7 separate regions of the Mus musculus genome follow, and regions 2, 3, 4, 5, 6 and 7 are each linked to region 1. The links are chromatin contacts, called in public promoter capture Hi-C and targeted proximity ligation maps. All regions are on one chromosome and are shown on one strand. The core of a region is the stretch at or near the end of the contact, and the rest is flanking DNA. Distances in the headings are between cores, read along the strand shown. Region 1 holds the start of B3gat3 (beta-1,3-glucuronyltransferase 3 (glucuronosyltransferase I)). Region 2 holds the start of Tmem132a (transmembrane protein 132A). Region 3 holds the start of Ddb1 (damage specific DNA binding protein 1). Region 4 holds the start of Cyb561a3 (cytochrome b561 family, member A3). Region 5 holds the start of Rcor2 (REST corepressor 2). Region 6 holds the start of Rtn3 (reticulon 3). Region 7 holds the start of Fen1 (flap structure specific endonuclease 1).

Evidence for each region. Promoter capture Hi-C pulls out the DNA fragments that hold promoters and counts their contacts. Capture Hi-C pulls out chosen DNA fragments and counts their contacts.
Region 2: a contact with region 1 is called in a promoter capture Hi-C map of hippocampal neurons, with 4 times the contacts expected there. A contact is called at or near these places in 2 of 39 promoter capture datasets (the SN4741 cell line and hippocampal neurons) and 1 of 130 datasets of targeted methods (microglia).
Region 3: a targeted proximity ligation map of kidney shows a contact between it and region 1, with 5 times the contacts expected there. A contact is called at or near these places in 6 of 39 promoter capture datasets (cranial neural crest, embryonic stem cells, hippocampal neurons and 2 more), 4 of 484 Hi-C or Micro-C datasets (embryonic stem cells and gonadal supporting cells), 3 of 130 datasets of targeted methods (craniofacial prominence, embryonic stem cells and kidney) and 1 of 9 other capture datasets (pancreatic islet).
Region 4: a contact with region 1 is called in a promoter capture Hi-C map of hippocampal neurons, with 3 times the contacts expected there. A contact is called at or near these places in 1 of 39 promoter capture datasets (hippocampal neurons) and 1 of 130 datasets of targeted methods (extraembryonic endoderm stem cells).
Region 5: a contact with region 1 is called in a targeted proximity ligation map of pancreatic cancer cells. A contact is called at or near these places in 2 of 39 promoter capture datasets (hippocampal neurons and pre-B cells) and 3 of 130 datasets of targeted methods (embryonic forebrain, pancreatic cancer cells and stem cell-derived neural progenitor cells).
Region 6: a promoter capture Hi-C map of liver shows a contact between it and region 1, with 2.3 times the contacts expected there. A contact is called at or near these places in 2 of 39 promoter capture datasets (cranial neural crest and embryonic stem cells), 1 of 484 Hi-C or Micro-C datasets (cerebral cortex), 1 of 130 datasets of targeted methods (astrocytes) and 1 of 9 other capture datasets (liver).
Region 7: a promoter capture Hi-C map of the SN4741 cell line shows a contact between it and region 1, with 5 times the contacts expected there. A contact is called at or near these places in 3 of 39 promoter capture datasets (the SN4741 cell line, hippocampal neurons and stem cell-derived epiblast-like cells) and 1 of 130 datasets of targeted methods (embryonic stem cells).

Annotation. Positions count from the first base shown.
Region 1 is chr19:8,917,983-8,922,126 of GRCm38.p6, reverse strand. It overlaps B3gat3 (beta-1,3-glucuronyltransferase 3 (glucuronosyltransferase I)), which reads right to left and starts at 1,734. Exons shown (of 5, transcript NM_024256.2): 1 at 1,479-1,734; 2 at 147-321. The coding sequence starts at 1,560. It overlaps Gm36629 (a long non-coding RNA gene), which reads left to right and starts at 285. Exons shown (of 3, transcript XR_003952913.1): 1 at 285-377; 2 at 467-518; 3 at 810-3,528.
Region 2 is chr19:10,867,564-10,871,707 of GRCm38.p6, reverse strand. Tmem132a (transmembrane protein 132A) reads left to right here and starts at 1,929. Exons shown (of 11, transcript NM_133804.2): 1 at 1,929-2,169. The coding sequence starts at 2,082. Tmem109 (transmembrane protein 109) reads left to right here. Exons shown (of 4, transcript NM_134142.1): 4 at 1-1,048.
Region 3 is chr19:10,603,617-10,607,760 of GRCm38.p6, reverse strand. Ddb1 (damage specific DNA binding protein 1) reads right to left here and starts at 2,164. Exons shown (of 27, transcript NM_015735.2): 1 at 1,995-2,164; 2 at 768-916. The coding sequence starts at 2,055. It overlaps Tkfc (triokinase, FMN cyclase), which reads left to right and starts at 3,503. Exons shown (of 17, transcript NM_145496.1): 1 at 3,503-3,593. The coding sequence starts at 3,591.
Region 4 is chr19:10,575,458-10,579,601 of GRCm38.p6, reverse strand. Cyb561a3 (cytochrome b561 family, member A3) reads right to left here and starts at 2,445. Exons shown (of 8, transcript NM_201351.2): 1 at 1,519-2,445; 2 at 528-620. Tmem138 (transmembrane protein 138) reads left to right here and starts at 2,216. Exons shown (of 5, transcript NM_028411.4): 1 at 2,216-2,518; 2 at 4,091-4,144.
Region 5 is chr19:7,266,069-7,270,212 of GRCm38.p6, reverse strand. It overlaps Rcor2 (REST corepressor 2), which reads right to left and starts at 1,934. Exons shown (of 12, transcript NM_001320554.1): 1 at 1,125-1,934; 2 at 392-448; 3 at 32-112. The coding sequence starts at 1,251.
Region 6 is chr19:7,481,163-7,485,306 of GRCm38.p6, reverse strand. Rtn3 (reticulon 3) reads left to right here and starts at 2,016. Exons shown (of 9, transcript NM_001003934.2): 1 at 2,016-2,368. The coding sequence starts at 2,224.
Region 7 is chr19:10,202,666-10,206,809 of GRCm38.p6, reverse strand. It overlaps Fen1 (flap structure specific endonuclease 1), which reads left to right and starts at 2,417. Exons shown (of 3, transcript NM_007999.6): 1 at 2,417-2,715; 2 at 2,791-3,122. Tmem258 (transmembrane protein 258) reads right to left here and starts at 2,608. Exons shown (of 4, transcript NM_026919.1): 1 at 2,546-2,608; 2 at 277-386. The coding sequence starts at 2,548.

The DNA.
Region 1 (4,144 bases), core at 485-2,984:
CAAACCTGACTAAAGATGCGGATCACTTTTCATAACATTTGGCAAGCTCTAGTTTAAGCATCACCCCATACTTCAGTGCCTCCCCAGATTCATCATTAACCCTCTTCCTGTTCAATACAGAGCTCCTGAGTGTACCAGAGCCGTACCTGGCGTAGGTGGGGGTAATGACATAGATAGTAGGCAGGGCCTCAGGTTCAGGGGGCTGGGCTGGGACAGGGGGTGGGCGACGGAGATCAGCTTGCAACTGGGATATCCTCAGGTCCTTCTGCCGAAGCTGCTCAGCTGCAGCTCGAAGCGGAGGGAGGCAGTCGCAAGGCTGGCCTGGTACCAGGAAGCACCAACAGGGTGAGCAAGTTGTGACAGAGAACCACAGGATAGTAAGTAGTTCAAAAACCCAGGCCAATTCTTTTTAATTCCTAGCCAATACAGAAATTCCCTTGTAACTTGCTTTTTTTTTTTTTTTTAGAATGGTGTCAGAGACTCTTCACCTTTCACTGTTACTGTGTTACTGTTTTAAGGTAGGTCTTGCTATAATGGCTCCAAGCTGACTGACCTCAGACCTTTAACCCACTGACCTGTTTCCCAAACGGTGTGCCACAACATTCAACTCTTCAATTTTAACCAGTTCCATCTGTCACTCTATTTTTCTTTGCTGGGGCTCCAACCCAGGGCCTTACACTTGTGAGTGTTCTACCACTGTGCTACACCCTCAGCCCTGCCACTATTTTCACTAGTACATTTCGACGATTATCTGTCAGCCTTTCTGTCCTTTCTACCTTCTGATCCTAATTTTACCTTCCACACATAAGGAATATAACAGTCTGAACTAGAGGCTCTCCTGTAATGGCACTACCTGAAAAGCGTTTACCAAGCTCCCACATAAAAGGCTGGATTCAAGGCGCTCCGTGGTCACGTGACCACTGACTTGTCAGTAAGTTCACAGATTCCATTACACGACAAATATTTATTGAATAAAAGGGGGGGGCAGTCCCTACTCCCTAGCTACTTTAGTGGAAGAGGTAGACACTAATAAAGTCATTACAAATTGTGATATGGGCCACTTAGAAAATTAAAAGAGATCAAGACTAATAAGGGTTACTTGAGCTAAGGTGGTCAGGGAAGTCCTGATGTGACATCTGGCCTAAAACCAGGATGAGAAATAGATGGCCTGGAGGTGGGGAGAGCACAGCTGGTCAAAAGCTGGAGGGGACAATGAACCAGGGGGTTCTCAAAAACCTATCAGCAAGCCGGTCTGAGAGGCAGAGCAAGGGGAGGGTGGAAAATAGGTTGCTTGGCGGCGGCGGGGTCATTTGGGGCTTGACCGGTATCCGCGGAGTTGCAGACTGCCGAGAGTTCTACACAAGGGGTCACCGAGGGCTGTCCCGAGGGCTGAGCGAGCGGGAAGCCGCTGTCTGCGGGTCTCATCCCCAGCGCCTTGGGCCGGCCCTCCGCACACCGCCCCGCCCCGCCCCGCTCACCGAGCTGCACCAGAGCGTAGAGGAGGCCGGCGATCGACACCAGGAAGTAGGCAAGAAACACGTTCTTCAGCTTCAGCTTCATGGCCGGTGCCACCGGGGCAGGCGGGGTCCACCGGGACCGGCAGGGACAGGTCCGCCCGGCCCTCCGCCCTCCCGCCGGCCCCGCCCCGGCCGCCCGGGCCGCGCCCCGCCTTCCCCAGGCTCCCTTACTAGTTCCCGGGAACGCGGGACTCTGAGCGACACCTGGGACCACTTCCGGCTAGTGGCGTCCCTCCCACAGGCAGCTTCCGGTCCCGCCTCCTGGTAGGCCATTCAGGGCGTTGACGCTATATCCGCTGGGTCAAGCGGTCGTGGCAGGCTGACCAAGAGCTTGTGTGGCCTAGCTCTATAATCATCTTGAAGCTCCCAATTGAGCACAAGCTCCACCCTTGTCACTGAGTTTTCTAGACTCACTCAACCATCCTTCAGCCTCAGCATTGGCTGCTTAAAGAAACGGTTGTTCATTACTTGTTCAACCAATGAGTGAAATCTAAAACGCACCAGGTGCTTGGCTAGGTCGTTTCCAGTGATTCTCAATCTTCCTAATACTGGGACCCTCTAATACAGTTCCTCATGATTTGGCATCCTCCCCATCATAAAATTCATTTTGTTGCTACTTCAAAACTGTAATTTTGCCGTTAGGAGTTGTGATGTAAATGTTTTCTAATGGCATTCCTGCTGGTCCCTCCTGCTTTGTGCTGATTGTCCTGGTTGTCTGTTAGGTTGTGCCACCGCTGCTTCGTGTTCGCTATCCCTACTCTACCGAACTGAACTGCTGATAGATTCATGAAATGTCTGAGTGGATCAAGCTGCCACTGCTAGCCTGTGAAGTGAACTGCAGATTTCCAGACAACAGACAAAAGCTACTCCAAAGAATCTTTCTAAACATGTCCACATCCCCCGTATCTTTCATTTTCCACAACCTCTGGTGGGTGGTGGACTACAAGGGAGGTTAAAGTGTTTAAGAATCATCATTAAAAATAGGATTTGAAAACAGTTACACATGTTCGTGAGGACCAGAGGACTTTGGAGTTTTAGCCTTGGGACCTCAGGTTTGGTGCTCTAACTGTTGAACCATCTCATCAGCCTTCCAATTTTAGGCCAAAATTATGTCATTACCATGGGACAATTTTTAAAAGTTCCTTCTAGATTTTCCGCTCCACGAGCTGTAGTTTCTTCAGGGTCACCTCTCTTCAGCAAGTGACTACAGAGCTAAAAGTGGGTACCAAGTCTACACTACAACAATGATACTTTATTCACGGATATGTAACAATTTACATATTTAGTCCAGGAAGTAGCTTGTCTAATATGCAGTTTTTCTTTGTCCCACCCCTACCCCCAAACCCCCATCCCCGCCCAAAACAAGGTTTCAGTTTCTCTATTTAACCACCCTGACTGTTCTGGAACTCACTTTGCTAGCTAGGCAAACTCAAGAGATCTGTCTACCTCTGCTGGGATTTAAGGGGCATACACCACCACTGGCCAGCATGTGCACTAGTTTCTATCACCAAAAAAACCTGGGGTAGTGGTACATGTCCGCAATTCCTGGACAACATTGAAAGTGGAGGTAAACTCCACTATATCTCAAGATGGTCAGCATGGCAATGGTGGCACACGCCTTTAATCTCAGCACTTGGGAGGCAGAGGCAGGTAGATTTCAGAGTTCTAGCTTGGTCTACAGAGTGAGTTCCAGGACAGCCAGAGCTATACAGAGAAACCCTGTCTCAAAAAAGAAAGAAAGGAAGAAAGGAAGAAAGGAAGAAAGGAAGAAAGGAAGAAAGGAAGAAAGGAAGAAAGGAAGAAAGGAAGAAAGGAAGAAAGAAAGAAAGAAAGAAAGAAAGAAAGAAAGAAAGAAAGAAAGAAAGAAAGAAAGAAAGGAAGAAAGGGAAAGGGAGAAAAGAAATATAGTCAGCCTAGGCTACCTGGAACCCTGTCCTATTACACAAACTGTTTCTCTTTGCTGAACAATAAATAGTTTCAACATATATTCAATAAAAAAAAACTCACAAAAGAAAATACTATGTTCCTACCAGTAACTATGTTTCTGTTTCAATGTTACATCATAATAAAAACATTTAAAACTCCTTTCATTTAGCTCTGTAAAAACCATTTAGGAATTATCTAGTCACCCTATCATACAAAACAAAATTTCAGAACTTTTTTTCCTGTAACCAAGTATCCACTACTTGTCCTTTCTCCAATCTTCCCAACAATAGTTTTGAGACTTAGTCCAGAATAGCCTTCAACTTAAAAGTCTCAGGATCTCAGGATGTCCTTGAACTATTCCACCATTCCCAGAAAGGTTTTTTGTTTTTGTTTTTGTTTTTTTTTTTAATCCTTATCTGAAAGGGTCTGTGGTCTAGAATGGCTTTGGACTCCCAACTCAGGCAATCTATCAGACTCCAGCTCTTTGCTAGCAAGTTCAACATAACAATGGGAGGATTTTTTAAATGCTGATATAGGGCATGACCATAGGTCAAATTCCCAGCATTGCAAACCAATTTTTTTTTCTTTTTTTGTTTTTTTCACGACAGGGTTTCTCTGTATAGCCCTGGCTGTCCTGGAACTCACTTTGTAGACCAGGCTGGCCTCAAACTCAGAAATCCACCTGCCTCTGCCTCCCGAGT
Region 2 (4,144 bases), core at 680-3,179, 1.9 Mb before region 1:
TCTGGGTCTCACGGACCTCCTTGCAGCCCCCTTGCCCTTTCCTTGCCTTGTGTCCGGAACCTTCACACCTTTACCCCTGCGCTAGCCCCTGGCTGAGAGGAGAGAACCTGTCCTCTGCCGGTGCTCAGTCAAGTGATGGCTCCCTGCCCTTCTGTGCTCCCAGCCTGCCTCCCCCAGGGCAGGTTGGAGCCCTCAGCCCTGGCTTCTGCTCTCAGCCAGCACCACTGCCCGCTGATCTCCGTGATGATTAACCTGCTGCTTCCTTACACAAGGCCTGCCCAGGCTGAAGCTCCTGTTTGACCACTCCCCCCCCCCCCCCCCAGCTCTTTTCTTCCTGCTCCCAGCCACACTACCATCCCAAGTCCCTTGCGGCCCTCTCTGTCTTCCTCATTGCACTGCAATGGGCAGGGGTAGGAGATTGGAGATAAGGATGAAGGGGGAGGAAAGGGTCCCTGGAGGCCTGTGCATCTATGCTCTGTTACAAGTGCCTTAGCAGGAGTCAGCAGCACCCTCCAGGTGCCCCTTGCCACACTGAATGTGGGAAAGTGTGCTGTGGCTACTTCGTGGTCAGAGTGAGCCCCTTGCAGAATCCCCACTCCAGCAAACAAAGCAACGGCCCTGCTGGGATTGTCGAATCTCCCTTGAGGGTTTCAGGGACCTTGAAAAGGGCAGGAGGACCTGCTGTCTTGCAGTTTTACCCCTGTCCACTCTCTGCCATCCAGAAGCAAGCGTTGGTCAGTGTTGTGTCCCAGTAGCTGGGAAGGGCACGGCTTTGCCCTGATCTGTTCTGCAGGGCTAGGAGTGAGCCTGCCACTAACCCCTCTCCACCACTTGCTCACTCTTGGCCTTGGCCTTGGCCTTTAGGTCCCTGGTGGAGGGAGATGACCCATGCCAGGTCCAGCACAAGATGTGAAGATTAAATGCCTATTCTTACTGAAGGTTTGATGTGGAATCATGGCTGCAGTGATATGTTTTTATCAGCGCTTGGTGGTTTTAAAGTGCATGCTATTTTATTATCTTCTTCTGAATAAAATGTATTTACTCAAAAGTCTCTGCTGACAAACTCTCTTCCTTCTGGACTTCTAGCAGAAATCTGTTGGGAGGAAGGGAGGGCTCAGGAAGGCAGGATGTACCTGGTACCTTTCCCCCTAGGACTCTGGAGGGAGGCATGCACTCTCTTGGAAAGCTTGCAGATCTGGCAGCTCTGTTGGGACTGAAGTTGCCCCTTCCTGCAGGGTGCTTATATTGCTAGCTTGGGGAACCTGGAAAAACTGGCTTCCCTCCCAGACTCAGGAATTTACTGAATAAGGTTCTCAATGTGGCTCCAGGTGGTTCTGCTCTTTTGTGTAAGGCCCGGGCACGTTTCTGTTTCTTTTTCCTCTTTAAGTTGCCATGGAGATGCCAAATCTGGACCTCTCCCAACACTACCTGAGGGCAAGGCTAGGTGGCACTGGGAGTCAGGACTCCCTCAGAAGGGTTGACCAGCCTACACCCTTCATCCTTAGGGACTCTTTCTGGGATAGGTTTGGGCATGAGACAAGCTGCCTCCACGGATGGCCTAAGGTGGTCTGGCCTGGTTTGGCCTCTCCTTTTCTGCCCCAGCAGCTCTGTTCTCTTATGTCCCTGAATTCTAGATGCCTTCACAGGTGAGATGCCTGTGGGGAGGGTATGAGGCAGAGGAAACGGGTTTTGTTTGTTTTTCTCCTTGATCATCGGCTTCCACGAGGAATCCCAGAACGCACCTTGTGCTTCCTGGCAGAGGACATCAATCTGCTTAGTCTCCAGGGACGCTGCCTTATTCCAATCCTAGGCACCCTAGGCACGGGGCCACGCTCTGGGTTTTGGGATCCGCAGGGCACTAGGACCCGGCGGGGCGAAGGGGACAGCCCATGTGCCTGCGTTCCCTCCCACCCCACTGCTCCTGCTCCATTGTCTGGGAACTGCAGCCGCGGGCCGGCGGCGCAGGGAACTAGCTGGCCACAGCGGCTGGCGCGGAGCGGGCGCGGGAGATGTGGGGACAGATTGCAGCCACCTGAGCCGCGCGCCGGTTACCCTCCTTTGGTGGGAAGGAGTGCGCCTCGATGACTGAACGCAAGGCTGCGGCCCCTCGGGGGCCCTACGGTGCCTGGTTCTGCCTCCTGGTGGCTCTCGCCCTGGAAGTCGTGAGAGGTCAGAGGGAAGGGAGGGGTGGGGAGGGGCGACCTGGCCCTGTCCGTCCGAGGCCACGCGCCATTGATGCCCCCAAGCCACTGGACTCTAGAACTAAACCTAGAGCGATGCCCTGGAGAGGTCTAACCTTGGGAAACCGGTTCCCAGCCAACAGCCCTTTGGCTTTCTTCTCTGTGCACCACCTAGATGCTCCTAAAGTCTTTTCACTCCCATCTTCACTAGCCCGGTCCCAACTCCTCTGCGAGCCCCTCTCCAGCCGCGACATCTAACCCGGCTGCCCTGCTTCCCCGTGCACCACCTCTTCCTAACCTGCAGTTCTAGTCCCCAGAAACCCGCTGGTTAGTCACAGGAATGCAAAACAGGCTCTTTGCCTGAGACCCGAGAGATATGCCTCTGCCCCCCCCCCTCTCTCCCTTTCCCCCTCTCTCTCTCCCCCTCTCTCTCCCTGTTCCAAGGAGATCTCCAACATTGGAGTCTTCTGGGAGAGTCCCAGCCTTGCCTTTCCGAGCCCTTGTGGGTGCACCCATCACTGAGTACGAAAGGGGCAGCAGCTACCGCGTGCCTGCCATAAGCTGGGGCTGAAAGGTGGAAGATGTTATGGGAATTGGGAGATGGCGAAGTAGTCTCTACCTTTCTGCCCCCATCAAGAGGGCTGGATTCTCCGTGATGGGAGACCATGGAAGTCCGTGGGAGTCAGGCTACTGAGCATCTTGTAATTATGGAAACATTGAATTAGAAGGTGGACCGGAGCCACCCTAAGGACCAACAACAGTCACTCACTTGTTACCCTTAGGGATACTGGTGCGCGGGCGCGCGCGCGGGGGGGGGGCACTCTAGAGAAAAGCCCCGCCGTCCCAGCTCAGCTGTGGGGCTGAGAGAGCTGGTTCTGGAACTTCTTTTAGGTACCTGCTCCAAACCCTGCAGAACCAGTGGGGGTCCTAATAACCCCTCCACAGTGAGGGAAGGAAAGCTTTTTCATTTGGCTCACTAACAATCTCACTTCCAGTATGATCTACACCAAGCTTCCAAAACCCTCCCCTGCTCACCGGGTTATGAAATACTCCCACCCCTTGTACCAGTGAGGAAGGAAACCCAGGCTCCAAGATGCTGGTGACTGGCCCATCTTTCATGGAGTAGAGCTAGGGCATAAAGTCAGATCTCTCCCCTTATCCCCCAAACCTCTTCAGGGAGAGTCATGGGAATTACAGAATGAGTAAGACAGAGCCTGGGGTTCACATAATACAGGAGAGGCAGCAGAGCCAAGCCCATGGACTGCACTTGGGGTTCCAGGTACTCTGGAGAAACGGGAGGATTGTTCCCCATCTTAGAAAAGCAGTAGCAGCAAGCAGAGCCGGAACAAGGTGTCCAGCAAGGGGCTGAATGACCACAGAAGGCTTCCTCGAGGAGGCAGGGTGTACTCTTGACCCTGAAGGAGGGTGGGGGCACAGTGTGAAGGCCACATGGCATGCTGGGGTTGCCCTGGATGGAACGGCTGGGTAGCTAGGTGGTGAGATCCTGACTGGCCTCTCAGGTCCACTGCAGGTTGGAGAACCCTCATACATCATTTTTTACATCCATTAAGTGGAATTTGTAGTAATAGAATTTAATCCAAAGAATTGTGTGGGAACTGAAAGACTTACTACATGTAAAATTGAATCTGTGTGGGGTTAAGTGCTTTAAAAATTGTTACTATTTGGGGATGATAGTACAAATCAATATAGCCATAGTGGACCTTTGTGCTTTTTATGAACAAATATTCCATCTCTTCTGGTTCGTGTTCCCACCCTTAGGGAGTGCCAGTTGCTGCATGGACCTATTTGGTACCCTCCCAAGTGTCATTGCTGAACCCCAATCCCTAGCTAGGACTAGGGCTTGGTCCCCAGAATGGGTCAAGTTTGGAAATTTGATGTGGGTGTGCCATGACAGTAATTGGACTTGGAAGGGGTGACCAGCCATGTCCATGAAAGGACACGGA
Region 3 (4,144 bases), core at 915-3,414, 1.7 Mb before region 1:
AGGAACAACCTGTTCAGCCTTAACACCATTCTTTAAGTATTCTAAGCTTTTAAAGAATCTTCCAAGTTCTACTCGCCACACAGAGGAAATACTAAGCGAGCCTGTAACATGTACTAAGCTCGCACAAGACCCTAAGGGGATGTACAAAAGGCCAGGACTGAGGCTGGTAAGCATCTAGGCCTTGCAATTTCAGCTCTCTTTCTCTCTGCTCTACAAGCAAAGTCCTCTATAATTCACCTCATTCTATTCAAGATTTGAGAAGAGAATGAAATGTTTCTCCTTCACCTATGTATGTGGAGAGAAAGTAATCTGTAGTAATAACAAGCAAAGCTACAATAGATCTTTACTAACAGTCCTCAAAAACATTCATGGTTTTTTGGGGTTTTTTTGTTTTGGATACAGTTGAATTACAATTGTTCTAATAGTAATGAAACTGTTAAGCTAACAGGATGTGCTTACTCTGTGAAAATCAATCATTTTATCTTCACAGTACTCTACGGGAGAGGGCACCGTTACGCCCATTTGTAAACGGGGAAATCAAGGCTTTCAAAGGTGCTTTACATGAGATGACTAAGAAATGAAGCTAGGATTAACACTACAACCTCTGCGGCATTAACCCACAAGCTCCTTCAGGTTCTCTTCCCTAATAACTCTCTCCTTCTGGGATTCTGGTTACAGACTGCCATTCCCAAAGAGTTTCTACTTAAGCCTTCACCCATCCCATTTAAACTCTGCACCCAAGGGTTCCTTCAGGGCCCGTCCCTTACCTTGGGCCTGAAGAGCTCCATGACTGCAATCTTCCCGTACATTCCCACCTCTTTGACTGGCCGAAGACCCTCCGCAGTGACCACATAGATCTCTAATCTTGTGTTTTTAGCAATCAACAGGTTCAGATCTTCCGCTGAAGTAAAGTGTCCTGAAAGAAGAGAGCCTCTAACTTTGGAAGCTGGAGGATAGGCCTTTCAGGTACCTCTAAATAAATCTACCTAAGGACCTCGCCTCCTCACCAAATGAAGCACCTCAATGTCTTGCTTCACACACTCAACAAAGCTATAGTCTTAATCAGACTTTTAAAAATGTACTGTCGACTGGGCAACAACAGCCTGGCCTTCAACAAACTATGACCACGAAAATTCTTCGGATGGTTGTTGGGTTTTCCTTTCTAAATTACAACAGCAGACTGTAATTGACGCTAATGGAGAAAGCCTGTGTTTCCTTGAGTTCCCATCCAGAAAGATAAAGCGAAGAAAATTTCCCAGAGCCTTCAGTGTTGTCCTTTTATCTCCCAAGCAATCTACCAACACCACCCAGCCCTCTGTAGCTCTCTCTGAACAAGAAACTTTTGTTCTGAAATGATTAGCATTTACGTAAATACACGAATTTAAGTAGCTGAAAATATGAGTTCAAGATGAATGTTCTTTGGTTTGGGATGTAACTGCCGATAAAGAGCCACGCACACAAACAAGGCAAAGCTCGCACACTGACGGGCCAACCAAACCTTGTTCTCCAGCAGCGCCCTGGAGTAAACAACAGCCCCAGGCAAAAGGGTGGGTCTGGAGAGGGCCGGGGGGGGGGGGGTGCAGACATTGCTCAAATTCCTCAACCTCCTGGACATCCACCGGAAAATTATGAACTCAAAACTTGCCCCATTATCATCTCCCCTTTCCCCTGACCACATGGGGCAAGTTTGAAGACTCAATCAACCACGCACACAACTCACACTTCGCTCTCCGTCCCATCAGGCCTGGACCAATCCTCAATAACAAGTGACCTCCTATGAGCAAAAAAGGACCCAGAATAGCTGCTTCCGCTGCCCAAAAGGCGCGTGGTGGGAACAGCTCCTTTGAGATCGCGAGCTAAGGGGGACGTTCCGCGACTGCCAGCGCCTTCCATTCCCGGAGCCCAAGTTTTTGCTCCCGCCGCCCCTGGGGCCGCTGGCCTCCCTAGGCCTGGGATCCCTCCCTTGCCCGGGTCTCCGGCCGGGGCAATCTCACCGGTCACACAGCCGTTCACTGCAGTAGGCTTCTGCGCCGTTACGACGTAGTTGTACGACATATTGAGGCCTTGGGTTGGCCCGTGGGGCGCCTAGAGCGACGATAGAGAGACGGGCGCGAGCGAAGAGACTGAGAACCCCCACCCTCACGCAGCCAACTCCGTGGCTGCTGCCTCCGCCCCTGAGACACGTTGCAGGCCAGAGAGGCCAGGCGCAGAGGATCACGGGACGGCCTCACCTGGCCTCTTGGAGGACTTACGGAGCCCGAGGCGGCCAACCAAGCGAGGCCCCGCCCCCTGAGGTCCCGCCTTCTCCTAACCGCCAGAGGTCGCAGTACCCGGATGAGAGCGAGAGTACCGGTACGCAGGCAGAACTGGCCTCCTCTTTGGTCTGCTACGCCCTAAGTGGCCGCCTGCTGGCTTCCCAGCCCAGATCCGCGCCCCTTCCTCAGATTCTGCCTCCTTCCTTCCTCCATAGCTCCAGGCGTCCTCGGGGTTTTCCCTCTTTTAAAACAGGAAGGGCTGCGGAGGACTAGACTGGGGATAAGAGGTGACCATCTGTGCACATCCCAGAGTAGAATCGTGCTTTCCTTTGCTTAATTCTTCGAGCTCCTCCTGATCCCTCGAATGCCCTCAACTGACTTTAGAACAATCATCCCAGCCTCACACATCACCTGGGGGTGTGTTTGCTCACCTCTTTTAATTTCTCCAGAAACGAAAGGACTCTCCACTAAATTACTTGATAGCACTATTAGTGCCTCTACTGCGATACAAATTCTAAGCTCAAATACAACGCAGGAATTTCACAGGAAGAGCCTAAACACCCAGGTGACTAGTGCAATCAGCCCCGCAGATGCAGGTCCCAGGCTTCATCAGACAGCCTCCATGTCCCCAACCCCAAAGGAGGAGCAGCAGAAGCCTAGTCCTGAAGCATCTCCAGAATGCCGGAGGAGGAGAGCTAACTCCCTATTTTACAAATGAGGCAGAGATCAGTGTAGCTAGGTTTGAACCAGGTGGAACTGAAGATGATTTGTACCTCCCCAGCTGGCACTCGACTTGACTCTGGGAAACTGGTTGACTAAGGGGAAACATTAGGCTTTGTAGCAAGACTAGACATGGGCTCAAGTCCTAACTCTCAGCAACACAATCTTAGACAACTCACTAGAGCTTTCAGTCTGTGTTCCAGAAGTAAAATAGGATCACAGAGCTGACTCACTACTAGTGTGGCCAGCCAGAAAGGTAAAGGTCTTTGTACATTTTCTCCTTCCCAGCTTTAAGCTGGACATGATTCCAAACACTGCCTTCTGGCTAAGTGGGGGTGTGAACTTTGGTCAGTCCCCACGCTCCTCTCCATTCCTAGCCCACGAACTAGAGTTTGGACTTGGATCAAAGTCTGAGGCAGCTCCCTAATTCTTAAGGCACAGGCACGGGAGGCATGACATTGCCAATCGGCTGCCCATACCTTCAGCAACTCAAGTCCTTTCCACTCCTGCAGGTGCTGCTGTCTCTACTTCAGACCTGGTAGCAGTCAGGACCGTCCACCCGGCGGCATCTCAGAGCAGAAGTGTGAGCTCAGCTTGTTTCAGAACTTTCCCACCATGGTGAGTCCTGTGGGAGCCACAATAGAGGGACGACCATGGGGAACCCCACTCTGGACACCCGGACTCTCTCTAGTCCCCATCTGAGACGATGCTGCCTCTTGGGGTTCAGAAGACAAGAATTTCATTTTGTATCTCCAGCTTAATCCCCGTTCCCTTTCCTGTGGGCGGGGCACTGGGCCAAGCCAGGTCTGAGGTTAACCTGAGGCACCCTGAAACCCCTATGGCTAGGATCTCAGGCACGCATTTAGATCAGAACAACAAGTTACTTGCTGTGTGATAAGTCACTTTGCTAGTCAAGGAGGGAACCTGGAGGAATGATCGGGCCCTTGTTCCTCAGCCTGGGCATGTGTGGGCTGCTCCCAGAGCAGGGAACTGCAATGTGGGAGGCTCTCAGTGTCCCCGGGGTTTGCTTTAAAACTGATCTTGAACAGATCTGGGCTCGATTTCAGCCTCGTGCCCATCACTGTGTTACTACTATGCCAAAGGCTTCACTTCTCCGGGTCTCTCCTCTCGCCAACCTCATCTGCAGTATGGCAGACTAAGACCTGCTA
Region 4 (4,144 bases), core at 1,196-3,695, 1.7 Mb before region 1:
GGGCTAGGAGGTTTATCACCCAGCCTCAGAGCTGCCTCCTTGATTCATGCAAGAGCAAAAAAGGTTTGGGATTACCAAGTGTCCACTGCCTAACACAACCTCCACTCTTCCAGTCACCTGACAGCGTTGGCTTCTGCAGTTTATTTTTTTACAAAAGGAAAAAGGAGACAATGGTCCCTTTGCCCATAGTCCACTCTCAGCCCTTAAGAGTGAGTTCTCTACAATGTTCTCTCTGAACACTGTCTACTTCATTTCTGGATCGTGCCCCACCTTCACCTTGTAATAAACTCTACATATTTTCTATCTTGAAGCTTAAAACTGGGAGTGGTGGTACACGCCTATAATCCCAGCATTCCAGAGGTAAAAAGCTGAAGAATCAGAAGTTCAAGGCCAACCTCTGCTACATGTTTGTAGTTGAGCATAAGCCCAGGCTAAATAAGACCCTAGCCAAAAAATAAAAAATAAAAATAAAGGCAGGGGTGTGGGGGTGGAAGGCTTGGCCATTAAGAAGTTAAGAGAGTACATACTGGTCTTGCAGCACACCACAGCTGAGTTCCCAGCACCTACATCAGCTCACAGCTCCAAGGGACCAAATACCTACTTCTGGCCTTCACAGGAACCTGCATACACATAACATTCACATACAGACACATTTGATGAAAAGGAAAGGCAAAACATTCCAAACCAACCCGCATCACTCCAGTTACAAGTCCTGGACTAGCACTTTGCCACAGGCTTAGAACAGATGGGACACTTTTCTGACAGAAGGCCGGAAAGTTAGTTACATTGCTGTCTACAGTTCACAAATAAGCCCTCTCTTTTCCTAAAATAGCAAAAGCAAGGAAAAGAACGCAGGCAAAGGCTGAGACTACGCTCTCACTTGCACTGAGAGAGCAGTTTGTACTAAGACACCAGACATGCTCACCACTGCCGGGTCTCCTGTCCTTGCTTGGCTGAGCCCCATGCTCAAGGAGGGAGTCCACAGACTCTTTAGGCTGTTTGGGCTTGAAGCCTCTGTCACAACTATATTCATTCTTGGCTGGTGTAATATAAGAGTAGCCAGGAAGGGTATCTCAACAAATGAGCATGGCTGTGCCTCGTTAACACCACAGACACTGATGTCTAAGTTTTACATGATTTTCACATTTCACACAATATGATCCCTCTGCCCCAATAGTTTAAATATGTAAAAGCCACTCAGGGTTAGATGTATGGGGTGTAGTTTATCTACCTTGATTTAAGAAGTGTACCGAACCTCTATTTAATGTTTTCCTCAATTCACTGGCTAAAGGATTCTCATAGGCTGAGCTAAAACAGAATCAGTCCCTGGGTTAAGAAGTGAACCTTCCATTACTCTCAGGAAAAGGCTGTACTCCAAACACAGTTACTTTTAGAAGTTAGAGCTACAAACAAAAAGACCAAAGGGCAGAGTTAGTTGTTTCCTCCTCAAAGACGGAGGGACACTAAGAATTCTGGGGACCAGATTTAGAGTGCAAATCCTATAAACCTGCATCTTACAATTCAAAAGTACTGCAGCGCCGGGATCCAAAGAAGAGTAACTCGGTCAGGCAAATGGCAAGCCTGGTACAGGCACCCAGTTCCTGTGTTCAGTTCCCAGAACTCATTTCCAAAGGCAGCCCCTCCAAACGGCAGGACTCAGGAGTGAGTGACAAATAATATTCCACTCAGGAGTGTGAATAAAGTCCACCTTAGCACAAGTGCTCACAGACCGGTCCTTCGTCCTTCGGACAGTCAGATTTACTCCAGGTGCAAGGGGGGTATGACGGTGACTCCTTTAGTCAGGTTGGTTCTAGCAAGTCTTAGATGAGACGCCTTTTGAAAAGCGTGAGAGCCTCTACGAACACCACCTGCGGTATGGAAGGGGCACGGAAAAGTGTCCAATTCTTACGAGGAAAAATAGGCTGAACGCCGAGGTAAGACAGAGCGAAGCAAGGAAGCGGCGGAACCACCACTGGAACCCATAACCCGGCTCTCCCAGCCCGGGTTCTATCCCACCCTTAGCCACACAGTGGGACACCTTGGGGGCAGGTCTCTGGGACCCGCCGGTCAGCGAGAGCTGCCACTCCCTAGGCTCCTCTTGAACCTCGGAGAACTGACTTTCCAGCAAGTCTGCAGACCACGGCATCCGCTACAGAGGGCGCTAAGTGAGATTTTTATAGGCTCGGCCACTTCCGGGGGTGAGCTGGGGCGTCTGGGAAATGGGGTTTGCAAGCTAAGGGGCGCGTTCCTGAGCGGTCCGATTCCTAGGAGCGCTGCGTCCTATCAGCCTTGTCTCTAACCACAGACCCCGTCCAGAGACAGGTGAAATGCTGGGGTTAACAACCTCACGCTAGGGTCGGCCCTCAGCGAGGCAAGATAGAAGAACCGGTCACAGGGAGAGCCTGAGAAAGCAAAGACCCTAACATGGCGGGCAATTAGCAATCTACTTCCGGAATTTAAAGCCAGCTTCCGGAAGCCGAGCGAGTGTTCCCATGACAACCGACGTCGGTTCCTTGAGGTGCGTGTAGATGCTGGGGATCATAGAGTGGCTGGAAGTCAGAATTTTGTGTTGCTATTGCTTTTGCTATGAGTCTTTTGCCGAGGCCTTTCGGTCTGTGAGCGGATTGGGACTGGTGAGGAAAACCGTGTTAAACTGGAGGGTGCTCGACCGCGTAGCCAGAGCGAGGGGCGTTTCTGCCTAACGGATGCCCTTGGTAGAGCCTTACCAAGTGGTGCGTTTGACTCTACTCATTTGCGAGCTGGAGGAAATGACTCTATTTATGCGTCCTTGCCTATAGCCAGGGGATAATTCTTTCCTACCTTGCAGATTGTTATGAGGATTAAAGTAAATTCTCTTGGTTAACAAGATTATCATGGCGCTGGTACCTAGAGAGATATTGTGTGAAAACTCAAGCCCAGAGAAGTTACATTCATATATTTAAAGAGAGAGAGAGAGAGAGAGAGAGAGAGAGAGAGAGAAAGAAAAGAAAAGAAAACCACGGGGCTTTTCCACCGCGGAAGGTGGACGGGTTCCGGACCCCTCAGAACCTTTGCAAAATGAGGGTTATATGCACTAAAATGGCTGCTTTTCAAGTCCAGGGATCAAGTAAAGTTATAAATATGCTCCCCTCACTTGCTGCCTCAGTGTTTCTGTCATAACCTTTATAAAGTTCCTCTAGGAGAGTACTTTGTCTTCTCAACTCCTTCTGTATGTGACACTGTCCATTTCTATGAGGACATATTTCTCACCTACTTAGATAGCACTCTATAAATTATGAAATAGGCTGGTTGTATAGTGCCTCTTAGAATACCACTCTGCCACCTACCAGCTGTGGAATCTTGGTCTAATTAGTTACCTTTGCTGAGCCTCAGTTTTCTCATCTAGGAATTGAGGGAAATAAGAATTGATTTTCTACCTTATGAGGTTATTATAAGATTTTAATAACATCTGTGATTGAAACAGTTCCTAGAGTGTTGCATGAAATATATAAGGGTTTTATTTACTACCATTACTACTATTATGTGACCAGGCTGTCACTGCTCTGTAGTAACCCTAAATATTCTTGGTTAGAGTTGTGTATTTGTCAGGTGTGGGTAAATTCCTGTAGAACAGGCTCTCAGGGTTTACCCTGAGGATCAGGGCAGGAGGATCAAGAAGTTAAGATGAGCTTGGGCTACATAGCAAGATCTGGTTCCAAAAAAAAAAAAAAAAGCGCCATGCATTAAGAAGGATCCAGACATGGAGAAAAATTTGCTGTTAATGAGTCTCTAGAATGAATGACAAGTTATGGTGCAGTGGGGTGGAGTTGGGATGGGTTTGGGTTTGTCTTGTTTGGTGAAGAATCTTGGCTCTCATAACCCAAGCTGGCCTCAGACTCTTAATCCTCCTGTTTTAGGTTCCTGAATATTGTGATTATAGGTGTGTGCCACTATGCCTGGCTTTAGCTGGGTTTTTGTTTTGATAATTGGTTTTAACTAATATACCCTGATCACCTAGAATGGTGTTTTGCATACCAATGTTTATTGCTAGACTTCTAATATTGCCTTCCTTGCCCTTCCTCCCTTTCTTACCTCTTTCCCCTCCAAACAGGTCCTTGCATTAGAGCCAAGGAAACAGCTCCGATTTGGAAAAACTAAACATCTC
Region 5 (4,144 bases), core at 685-3,184, 1.7 Mb after region 1:
ACTGAACGTGACCTGGGCCCAGCGCACTCACGTTTGGCATCTGATACACAGTGGTTGGGGGACCACACCAGCATTCCCTTCAGCTCCTTGTTGCTATAGCGTGCAGGGCTCTCTGAAAGGATGAGCAGAATTAGGCACTCACAGAAACAGGAGACCACTGAGCAACACAGTCAAGCGAGGAGGTGAGGCCCAGAAGGGAAGGAGGAGCTGAGACCCAGACAGGAAGGCAGAGCAGGAAAAGTAACAGTGCCACGGGGCCACCCACCCCGCCCACCGCCTGTCCCTCAAGCAGGAGCCAGCCAAGAGTTCCCAGGTGGGGCTGTAGGCCAAGCCATCAGCCTCCACCCCTCCCTGCCGCCCTCCCTCCCTCCATGTCTGTCCTGCCACTCACCAGGCTTGCACTCCGGAATTACTGCTTGGTAATTGGTTCCAACTCGGATCATGCTGTCTGTGGAGCCAGGGGAGGCAGTCAAGACTCCAGGGAAGTAGGGGGAGGATATAGTGAGGGGAGGTAGCTGATCTGGAGTTCTCCTTCCTGACCACTCAGGGACCCCCACCATACAGGAGACTCACTTTTCCTTGATAGTGCCCCCCAGCTACCCTCCGATAGAAGGTACTAGGAGAGTCATACCCTGCCTAGTCATGGCCATGGGGGGAAGGGGAGGTTAAGAGGACACTTTTAAAGCCCAGGCTAGAGCAAAGTGCTTTGTTCTAACTGGGGGTGGGAGCTTGGAGGGCTGCCCCTAGATCTGGACCACAGCCTTGCAGAGAGCTCGGGGCTCCTCCCCACCACATGAGCTTCACAGCTCCGCATAGAGGTATCTTCCCAGTACCTGGTCCAATCAGACCTCAGTCCCCTGCAAGGCTGCAAGGTATGAGGACCCAATCCATCCAAGAGAGGCATCCTAAGCTCCCTCAACGACTGAGGGCAAAGGGGAGGTGGGTGGTCAAGGGCCCAGCCTGTAGATTTCCTGTGCCGGCAACACCAGGCACGAGAAGGCTGAGGTTGCAATCCAGGAGCGGCAGAAACCATCTGTGGTTCGCAACTCTCCCCCCCCCCTCCTCCACCTTCCATGATCCCTCCCCGGACCAGCGCGCCTTTAACCCTAGGCCACCAGGCTCACCATGAGAGTGCTCCTCCTCGCTGCTGTCATCCTCCGAGTGTGGCTGTCCGCCGTTGGGTGCCGTCTTGGCCCGACTTCGGGACAAGATCCCGGAGCCCGCACTGGGCTTCTCCATTACTGAGGGCATTACCCTACCCGGCAGCCCCGAGGGGCACGGGATCCTTTGGAGAGCGCAGGAGCTTGCCGCGCTTGCCTCGAGTGCTGCGCCTGGCCCGGCCTGGAGGGGTCGCCACTGAGGCTACGAGAGGCAGGAGGTCAGCGTGGCTAGGGTCCGGGAGGTCGGGGCCCCGGAGGGCAGCCCTAACGCTCACTGCGACCCCCACGGGCGAGGACGGCAGAAAAGTTTGTGAAGTGGGGGTACGGGGGAGACGGCGCGGCCGGGGGCACGCTCGCTCCGTGCGCCCCTCGGGGCTGGTTCTCCCCCGGGGAGAGTCGGGGCGCGTTGCCCTCGGGGAGCCCCGGAGCCGCGCCGCGCGCCTGCCCACGCTGTTTGGCCAGCAAGGGCTACCGCGCAGTGGCCGCCGCAGCTGACTCCGCGCCCCTCGGCTGCGCTGAGGATGCCCCGATCCCCAACGGAGGTAACCCTGCCCGACCCGACCCCACGGCAACCACGCCAGCCGGCTGGAGCCCCGGCGGCAGGACGGCGCGCACGGCGTGCGGCGCTGGAGCAGAGTTGCCGGGAGGCGGGCGGAGCGCAGCCGCGGGCGCCGCCTCGCACCCTCCCCGGCGCGCTCGCTCGCCCCGCCGCGCTCGCGCTACCGCCGCTCGCTCGCCCGCTCTCCGCCGCCGCTCGCTCCTCGCGCACACAATGAAGCTGCTGGCAGGGAAGTAGTGCCGGCTGCGGCCTCAGCACCCCTCCCCCAGCCGATGCCTCCGCCAGCTGAACATCTGGCCCTGGGGTGGGAGGGAGGGCCCGGGGGGCGGGGCCTGGGGCCGGGGCTAGACCTCCAGGGGGTGGGGTCAGGACCGGAATGGGGCGCACGTACCCCCCCCAGGGAGCACCCTTGGTGTCTCTGAGTTCTCAGACTTGGCCCTTTTGGGTAGACCCCAGTGCCCCCCAGGAGAAGCCCGGGGTCAGCCCCACCCACAAGCACACCGGTTCCACACACTACTGGGCTCTGGTTACTGTGGCCTGCCCCGGGGGCCCTGAGGCCGCCTGTCCGACCGCCCGGGTGGAGCCCAGCTTTTCCTTCCATTTCCCTTCCTGCCAAGGAACTCCCTGCCCCCCCTTCCGCAGGGGGATCCCCCCCTTCATGCGCCCTTGGGGGCCAAAGCGGATGGGAGGCCGGACAGGCGCAAGATGAATTTCTATAAGAGCCACTGGGCTAGAACCTGACTTCTGCTAGGTCTGTGGGTCCCCAGGGGTCACCCTAGTGTCTTTCAACTGCTGCAGTCTGCACCCAAAACAGTAGTATCAAAGATTGAGGAATGAGTATGAAAGGTAATAGGGCAAGTTCTGGGCTGAAAGGGGCGAGCTCCTCACTGGGTTCACTGTCACCCCAGCTGGAAGCAGCATCCCCCCTCCCCCCGGACAGGCACAGGCAGAGTGACAGACAGGGAAGCGGGTTGGGAGGCACAGACGGAGTTGGGGGAGGGGGTGGGCAGAGACTTTCAAAGCCAGACCCAGCCACCCTGCCAGGCACACAAAGAGCCAGCGCACTCACCGGCAGCAGCTCGAAGCCTGTGAGCTGCGCCTGTGCCCGTCCCCGCCGCCTGGGGCACGTGCTGCAGCTCACACAGGCCGAAGCCCCCGCCCGCTGTCCCTCCCACGGGGAGCCCGGACTCCTGGACACGCCTCTACCCGGGCACACCCGCTATGCCCAGATCGAGCCGAGCCTGCACGCGCACCCTCCTCTCCCTTCCCTTCCTTGGCCACTCTGTAATCAGATTCCTAAATTTAGAAGCAGCCCTGGCCCCAACCGGGGATCCCTGCCCCTACCCACTGGCTGTGGCCGACCGGCCTGGGTCCTGTGGTCAGGCCACGACCTGGCTGGGGCATCCTGTTCCTGGGGGCTCTTTGCCTGCGGCTGGCAGAGTCAGACACGACCCCGCCCGACTTCAGCACTGTCCGGCCACATAGGGCCACCCAGTCAGCGGCCACGTTGCCCGCCACACCTTGGGCCAAGGTTATGGGGCCTTTTTTCCTCCCCTTAAATCATGAGCTGGGCACCAAGCCTCAGGGTGGGGAGATCTGGGACAAAGAAAGAAAGAAAGAAAGAAAAAATGAACCAGAGGCAATCTGAGCTGAAGGGGTCTGTACCAAGAGGCAAAGCGACTTCCAGTGGCCCCTAGAAATGAGTGGCAGGGAGCCAGACCTGTCCCCAATACCTGTACCTTGTAGTGAGGTGCTCCTGTTTCTATCCCTTTGCCTAGCTAGCAACCATTGTGCACACCACACTCTCCTATGATGGCGTCTTTCTTGCTTCTGGCACCCATTAGGCAAGGCTTCTATTGGGTCCCCCCTCCTCCACTTGCCTCCTTCCATAGGAGAACCTAGGATCCCGGGCCAAGACCCCAAGACCTCAAGCATCAAGCTTAGTTCTTGTTTCCGTCCTCCAGGGCTGCCCCAGGTGTGCCAGCACAAGGCCTAAAGAGGATCCCAAGCCACAGGCTTCCCTTCTGTCTGGAGGCCACTTCTCCCACACACTGGGACCCAATACTGCTCTCACTTAGCCCTGGAGCCAGGCCCCCACCCCCGCCCACACACACCAAAGGAAGAGCCTGCTCTAGGGTGGGGGCAGGGTGGGGAGATTTATTTATTTATTTATTTATTTTTGAGGTAAGAGGGCTGTCTGAGAGCCCTGATATAGTGATCCTTCTGCCAAGGAGAGACACAACACGGGAGGGGCATCAGAGTTTAAGGACAACTGTGGGGGCCACAGGGTGCAGAAGTGGCTGGTTTCGAGTGATGTATTTCACCCTCAAGCTGCAAGGGCGCAGGAGAGAGGCAAGGTCCCACCCCTCCCACCTGCTGCAGCCGCCCCCTCCCCAGCTGGCCCCCTCTTTTGTGAGAAGGCACA
Region 6 (4,144 bases), core at 767-3,266, 1.4 Mb after region 1:
ACATGGGAAGGAAAAGGTTTATTCTACTTACTTCTGAAGGAAGTCAGAACTGGAACTCAAACAGGGCAGGAACTTGGAGGCAGGAGCTGATGCAGAGGCCGTGGAGAGTGCTGTTTACTGGCTTGCTCTCTAGCTTGTTCAGCCTGCTTTGTTATAGAGCCCAGAATCTTCAGCCCAGGGATGCTCCTACCCACAATGGGCTGGGCCCTTTCCCATTGATCACTGATTAAGAAAAATATCCTTTAGGCTTGCTCACCACCTGATCTTATGGAGTCATTTTCTTTTTCTTTTCTTTTTTTTTTAAAGATTTATTTATTTTATTTATATGAGTACACTGTAACGGTCTTCAAACACACACCAGAAGAGTACATCAGATCCCAGTACAGATGGTTGTGAGCCACCATGTGGTTGCTGGGATTTGAACTCAGGACCTCTGGAAGAGCAGTCAGTGCTCTTAACCACTGAGCCATCTCACCAGCCCTGGAGTCATTTTTTTTTTTTTTTTTCCAGAGACAGGGTTTCTCTGTTGTAGCCCTGGCTGTCCTGGAACTCACTCTGTAGACCAGGATGGTCTTGAACTCAGAAATCCACCTGCCTCTACCTCCCAAGTGCTGGGATTAAAGGTGTGTGCCACCACTGCCTGGCTGGAGTCATTTTCTTAATCAAGGTTCCCTCTTTTCAGATTTCAAGGTAACATAGAACTATCCAGCATGCCTGACTTTAACATAGACTTTAAGAAAAAAATACTTAAGCATTCACCAAAATAAGTAATTGGATTCCTGATTACTGGCATACAGTTCCCTTTGCCATCGTTCTCTGGCACTCAACAGCATCGGGGGACAGTTTGCTGCACTATCAATTGATGCCTGCCGTTGAGTGACAGAGTAAGATATTTTCCAGAGTCATTTTGGGAAATATCCTGGATCGTTTTCAGAACACTGCAACAACCAAGATGCTATCTGAGCTTTATTTGACCTTAAAAAACTGTCTAGGACAGATGCGGTCCACAGCTTGTTCCCCATCTGCAGCAGCCTGCTTGCCTAGCGCTCCCTCTGTGAGTTAGCATCTTTACAGAATTTGCTGAATCTGCAATTGCACTTTGGGTCATAGATTGCTACTTAGCAACATCAAATCCCACAGCTTTATCATCATTATGTACTTAAAATTTAAAAAGAACAAAATTTGACATAAATTGATGTCCAGTTTCAAATGTCATTTTTTGGGGGACTCATCTTAGGACATGAATAAAATTCAGTATTATGAGTATCTGTGCCTCATTTTTAATACCTCATTTCATGTCCACTCCATTCCCCCAGTCCCAACCAAGACGTTTTCTCCTGGTTTTCCTTTCCTCGGCAGCTTCTTTTTTATTTTCCAAAGTATGTTTTTTGTAGCTCAGAACATAGCTCAGAGAAAAGACAACCTGAAGCCTCTTTGGGAAGAAAAACAAGATAAAAATATGAAGCCGATTCTGTGCCTGCATTGCAATGTGATTGGAATGAGTAATAGTTTCTCATTCTGTTTAGCATCTTTCTCCACCTATCAAACATGGGACTGTACCATGCCTGCCTCGGTGGGGCGATATTACGACACGACCAGATAATTCAAAAAGAACATTACAGAGGGGGGGTCTTTAAATATTGTACTCTTTGGAGTCACAGGCTGGTACGTATCAGGCAAAGACATCAATTAGGATTTATAATAAAAAATTTGTAGCTTATGAAGGCATAAAGAAACATAATCTGCCAGCTAGAAAACATTCACATAAACAAGTGGAAGGTGGGGAGACTGGGCACGGTTAATCTGTAGCAGGGGCTGCAGTGGCGGGCCGGTTCTAGAGTTTAGCCACGCCCCTTACGTCAGGCTTTCCCCCATTCCCCCACCCCCTACCCCTCACCCCCGAGAGGCCTGCCCCACCCGCGGGCCCAGTCACTGCGTCCTTTCCTGCGGGAGCGCAGAGGGACAGTTCTTGCGCCTGCGCATTGCGTCGCTGCGCGCCTCCGAGGCCGCCGCCCGCGCGTCCAGGCTCTTTGTGCGCATGCGCGCTCGCACTCCTTCTCTCCCTGCGGAGCTCGGCTGAGTCAGTCAGTCTGTCGGAGTCAGTCTTCCGAACAGGCGTCGCCGGGAACTTCGGAGAGCCAGCTGCTGGATTATTCTGTGTCCCCTCCCACTCTCCCGCCCTACGTCTCTCTTCACCCTTCTCCCGCCCTTGCTCGTACAGCCATGGCGGAGTCGTCAGCGGCCACTCAGTCCCCGTCAGTCTCCTCGTCGTCCTCCGGGGCCGAGCCGTCAGCTCTCGGCGGCGGCGGCGGGAGCCCTGGAGCCTGCCCCGCCCTGGGGGCGAAGAGCTGCGGCTCCTCGTGTGCGGGTGAGGCGCGCGTGGGGCTTGGTCCCTGGGGAGCGCGAGCTACTGGGTCTCCGGGAAGGGGCGAGCGACCTGTCTGGGCCGTGGGCGGCTTTAGTCTCTTGGCGGGCATTTGAGGAACAGGCTAAGGGGGAGGGGAGCGAAGGACCGAGGTGAGGAAATAACGGGGTGTGAAGAAAACAGGTTGGGGGCGGGGTGGTGAACTAGAGTGGGCGTTGACGCTGACCCCCTGCAAGGGAGGGCACCGCAGTGGGGTGAAAACGGAGAAAGGCTATGTGCACCCAATGGATCGAGTGCTGGAGGCCCGAGAGCCCTAGGGTGGGTCGGGGGGTGGGGGTGACTTAGAGCAGGATTAGCGAGCCTCAGGGGATTGTGACAGGTGGGACGTAGGAGAAATGAAGTCGCTAGGATTTTGAGAGGGGTAGTGGTGGAAAAGGTGGCGTTGCAGGTTTGCAGACCGGTTGACACAATCTTAAATGGATGATATAGCCTTCCAAAAAAAAATTTTTTTTTTTTTTTGTTCGCCAGAAGGATCAGGAAGTTCTGTTACTGTTTTTGGCTAAACTGAATGCCAGATTTTTTTTTTTTTTTTTTTTTTTTTCTGAGACTCTGAGGTAGATGAGGCGTGATGAGAATAGCATGGGAAGATTTGGGAGGGAGCTGCTGATAGTCCAAGATGGATCCTTGGCTGCATCTGCAACACAGCCGGCTCTTCACCGGTGGTGCATCGTGGGGGTGGGGACACGCAGTCAGTTGCTATATTCTAGAAGATAATAAATACAGTCTTGCCAAGCCATCACCATGTTTTGATTTCTTGTTTTCGATGGCCTATTCTCAATAGCAGCATAACAAAAGGGAACGATTGCTGCAGGGGAAAGAATTCAGACAAAGCCTGGGCTGCTTGAACCCCCTTCTCTCTTGTGTGTGAAAAGACTAGGAGGGACGCTGGCGGCCTCCTTTAGTTTCTTTTGTATACAAGTCTGCCTGCTGGTGGGAGCTGACTGGCAAGCTCGACTCAGATCAGAGAGATCTGCAGTGCAGATGCCTTCTTGAGGAAAAATATGCACCACTGGCAGGTGGTGGTTCTTAAGAGAACTGAGTCTTTGGCGAAAAATTCGGTTTGTCAAAGGAAGGATTTTAAGAGGTTTAGAAAATGCTTTGTTGACTCCAGCGCAGTCTTGAATTATGACACAATATTCCTGATCTTAGCATTAAATATATTCTCTCATGTTTCCTAATACTGGCCTTCCACCTGTCTGAGAGCTTTGGTGCCCTGCAGAATTCTCCATGGGAATGGCCATTTGGATAAATGGTATGGGAGGAAGTTTTCTGGAGATAAAGGGAATGAGGCAGCATATTTTGAACCCTGGTTCTGTTTAAACCACCAGCATTTCTCTTTCAAATTTTTGCATTTTGGGCTATTTTCCAGATAAACGGTGGCTTTTCTATAACTTAGTGACTTGCCTTTAATCACTGCTTACTGTTTGGTTGGCCTAGTCCTAATTTCCAAATTTCTGATAAAAGTCTAGGTTTCAGAAGTTGGCCTTTTGTGCTGAAGATCAAATGTTAAGTATTGAGGAATCAGTCTAGCTAGCACTCAGAGAATTAAATTTTTAGCTATGGTTGTCATCAAATAGTGAAAAAAAATTTTAATACAAAGTAGCCCAGGCTAGCCCTGAATGCAAGATGATTCTGCCTCAACCTCCATGGGAACTACAGGTGCATGCCACCACACCCATCACGAATCAACATTTTTTTTTTTTTTTAAAGATTTATTTA
Region 7 (4,144 bases), core at 1,168-3,667, 1.3 Mb before region 1:
GCCATGTCTGCACAGTGAGACCCTGTCTCAAAACAAGACCAAACCAAACCCCCAAATACCAATGAACCACCTATTGAACCTCAGTTTGAAAAGTAAACTGAGCAAATTTGAAGTTGGAAAAGAAGGCCATGGCTTGCCCTTGGGCAGCACCAGCCTCCTCCTAACTTACTTTGTCTCAATCCCACCTCAAAGGAAAAAAGTAGCAGTTTTCCAATGTGGTTTCTCTCTCGCTTCCATGGTCACTAATTCTGCCTCCTGGCTGCAAATAAAGGATACACGAAGAACCAGGCAGTGAAGAACATGCCGATGGCCAGAAGTACCACAGTCAGGTGAGGGAAGACAGCCGGGTTCACTGGGCTGGTGTACCTACTCATGGCTTCGAGCTCCTAAGGAAGAAAACAGGCCATCTCAGTTTCAATCTGGGGAGACCGTGGAGCAGATGTGTGCTGCTGGGCACTCCTTCAAGTGAGTCACTGTGGAAATTACAATCATTTTGGCTGCGTGTGTTAAATTGTATTACCTTTATTTACTCTGTGTATATGTGTGCGTTTAGGTACCAATGAGTGCATTTTGAGTGTAATTTGTCAGAGGACAAATTACAAGAATTGGTTTTCTCCTTCCACCATGTGGGTCCTGGGGACTGACCCCAAGTCACCAGGCTTGAAAGTAGGTGCATTGCATTTACCTGCCATTTTGCAGGTCACTCCTCATCTCCTTTCTTAGACGTTAGAGGACAACTTTCTGAGAGACGCCTTCTGCCATGCTTGAGGCAAGGTCTCTCTTGGGCTTTGGTCACTGTAACACGCATTCCAGGGTAAGCAGCCCTAAGGCTTCTGGACATTTCTCTTGTGTCCATTTTCCATCTTGCGGTGTGTGAGTTCTGGGGTTACCACATCTGGCTTTTGTTTGTTTGGTTTTGAGACGGGGTTTCTCTGGGTAGCTTTGACTGTCCTAGAACTCACTCTATAGACCAGGTTAGCCCCAAACTCACAGAGATCTGACGGCCTCTGCCTTCTGAATGCTGGGATTAAAGTCATGCACCACCATCGCCTGGCCACACCTGGATTTTAAAAAGTAATGTGGGTTCTAGGATCCAACTCAGGCTATCAGGCTTGCACACCAAACCCTTTGCCCATGAGCCATCTCCTAGCTCTACATCACATCTTAAAAGTAGGGACGTGGCAGGCTTTGTGGTAGAACATTTGCCTAGCATGCATGAAGTCTTAAGTGTGATCCCCAACACTGGGAAATAAAACAAACAACAATAACAACAAAGAATGGCAGCAGCCACTTTCAGTGAGATAAGAGCAGCTAAGAGTCAGAGGATAATGGCTCTTAGGGGTTTCTAGCTAATGATCACTATGTAAGTCATGGATCTGTCTGGGGGAAGACACCTAAAGAAAAACGCTTGCCCACAATTCCCACTGCTTTTGGATCTGTGTCCAGACTCTAAGCCGTTAATTTGTACAGGAAGCCGGAGCCTACACTAGTACAGACAGCTCAAATTCTAATGTAGGAGTACTGCTTTTCATTGCCTTAGGGGGGAGCCACGGGGATCTCCTGGCAGAAGACAATTGGGATAATTCTGGCCCTACTGAATCCTCAGTCTGAGTTAAGTAGTTATAACACTGTTTGTGTCACAGGGCTGATGCATGATTGGAGAAAGATGAATGTTGACACATCTAGTTTACTGCCCGGCACAGAGTAACTGCTCAATAGGTATTTGTTTCCTTCCTAAAGTTGCAGAGAAGACGATGAGATAATCCCTGTGAAAGGGCTATAAACGTAAAGTTCTGTACAAATGTTAACTTCCATTGTCACTTTCTTGCCAATGTTTCTAAAGTCCAGAACATAACAACTCCAGAGAAGTAGACTGAGCCCATTGTTCTAGGAGACACAGGAATTCAATTCAGTAAACAATTATGTCCCCCTTCCCCCCTAAAAGAGCCAAGGACAATCGCTGCCATTTATGGAACCTCCAAATGCAGGCCCAGTGTTGGGCAACAGGAATACAAAGACGAATAGACATCATCCCAGAACTAGATGCACGTCAGATGGTGGTCACTAGGAGGCGTGGCAGATTAAAAAAAAGAAGTCCAGGAAACGTGGCAAGAGGTGTGTACAGACTGAGAGCTCCCAGAAGACAAGACAAGTACCTATGAGAGTTACAAGTGTTTTACCAGGAAATGGTATTTATACAAGGGCCTTGCGGGATAAGTAAGATTTCAGCAAGGGAATCCTTCCAGATAGAGATAACTGATCATAAGAAAGAAAAATAAAAACGCGAAGGTTTTCAAAGTGCACCCTGTGACCTTCAGAATTATAGTCAACAACATCATAAGCACATTGTGATGGAAACCTCAGCCTGAGGAATACACGGTAAGGGGCTTGCTTTCCCGTCCCTAACTCAAACTAGAGTTTCAGCGGCGTCCCACCCACCGGGCACTCCATACTGAGGCCTCCGCGGAAGAACGCGGTGAGGACCGGGCACACAAGAGCCCTAGGTCCTGGCCACAGCACTGTCCGTTAACTCCCATCATCTCACCATTTTGCCCCGCACAGGATAAACCACCGATCCGCCACCGGAAGAACACGTCGGCAGGAGCAAGCGCACTGAGCAACAGGAAAAGGATGTGGTCCCTTGCGCGTGGCATTGTGGGACTTGTAGTCCCATGTTCTCAGGAGTAACGGGAACTAGGACTATGCGGACCTGCTGTGAGTAGCATGGAGTCGGACTGTGGGAAAGGGTGGTGTGAAGTTTAGGTTTTAATTCATTTTTTCCCCAGAAAGAACGCCCACTATGAAAGCTGCTATCGGACCTGGTGGGGCATACACTACATTTCCCAGGAGGCTGTTCGCGCCTGGCAGATCACGTGACGAGAGCGCGGGCTTTGGAAGGCGGCGAAGCTGGGAACGATACTGAAAGAACGGGCTCGGGACTGTCCAGAGAACGCTGTGGACTCCAAACCACTGCTAGCTGCTTAAGGCTCGTGCACTCGAGACGGGGTGAGGTCTCGCGGAAGCGTCTCTGAAAGCGGCAGAGCCGCGGGAACAGCACCGGGCAGCCCGGGCTTGGGCCATTCGCTCTGCTCCGAACATTCCTCTTCGCCGGTAGGAAGAAGGTAGTACCCTCCTTCCAGTGAGGACTCAGAGACCAGAGCGTGTTCATCCTAGGGCCCTTGTGAGGAGTATGGAGCGGGGAAGTTCTGTGCCTTTAATAAGGAAATGGGTTCATGTTCTGCTGACATCCAGAGACAGTGCTTTCTTGTATTTCTGACTGAGGCAGGTGTTGGAAAAGCCCCAAGGACATTTCTGGTGAAGGGAAGTCTGGAAGACTCCGTAGAACAGTGGGGCCCAGTTAATACGGTGATTAATCAGTAGGCCTCTGGGGAGTGGGGAGCAGGGGAACTAGGTGTGTTTTTATCCTGCCTGCAGCCATTTCATTTAAGGCTTTGCTATCTGGAAGGTCCTGTGGAGGCGGGACTGAGACTATCAGGACAGAACAGGTTTCCCTCTGTGTGACATGATGGGTGGTAATAGCCTGTATTCATTCTAGCAACGTAGTAAGTGAGGTGTGAACCATATGGTTGACTAGGGAACATGGCACGGCATCTGGTGATGTGTGTATTCCATCTGGGTTTTTGGTTGACCGGTTCTGCAAGGCAGAAATGGTTATTCATTCTTATTTAACAACTCAGAAGTGACTTGTGTTACACAATCTTGAAGATGTAGAGCACTTGCTAGCAGGAGTGAGGGCTCTAGCTCAGTCCCCATTGTTATACCCACACACAGAATACCAGATTCAAGGATGAGTTTTTTATTTGATTTCTGGTCTGAGGATTCAACATGGGACTCCATGCATGCTAGGCAAGCCACTGTACCAGGGAGAGCTACAGTCTTTAGCCTTAAGACTGAGTTTTTGCTGCTTGTATTCTTAGAGGAACCACAGTAATACGAACCAGGAAGAAGTAAGGAAGGAGGGCAGGAAGAAGACCAAAGAGAGAAGCAGGCCTCTTCACTAGGCTTCTGTGCTATACAAGTAACGTGTGCTGAGGTGTTTGTAGTCAGGAAGGAAGGGGACTATACAGGGCCACTTGGGCTTCAGAAAAGACACAGTGAAGTAAGACTGGGAACAAATTAGAAC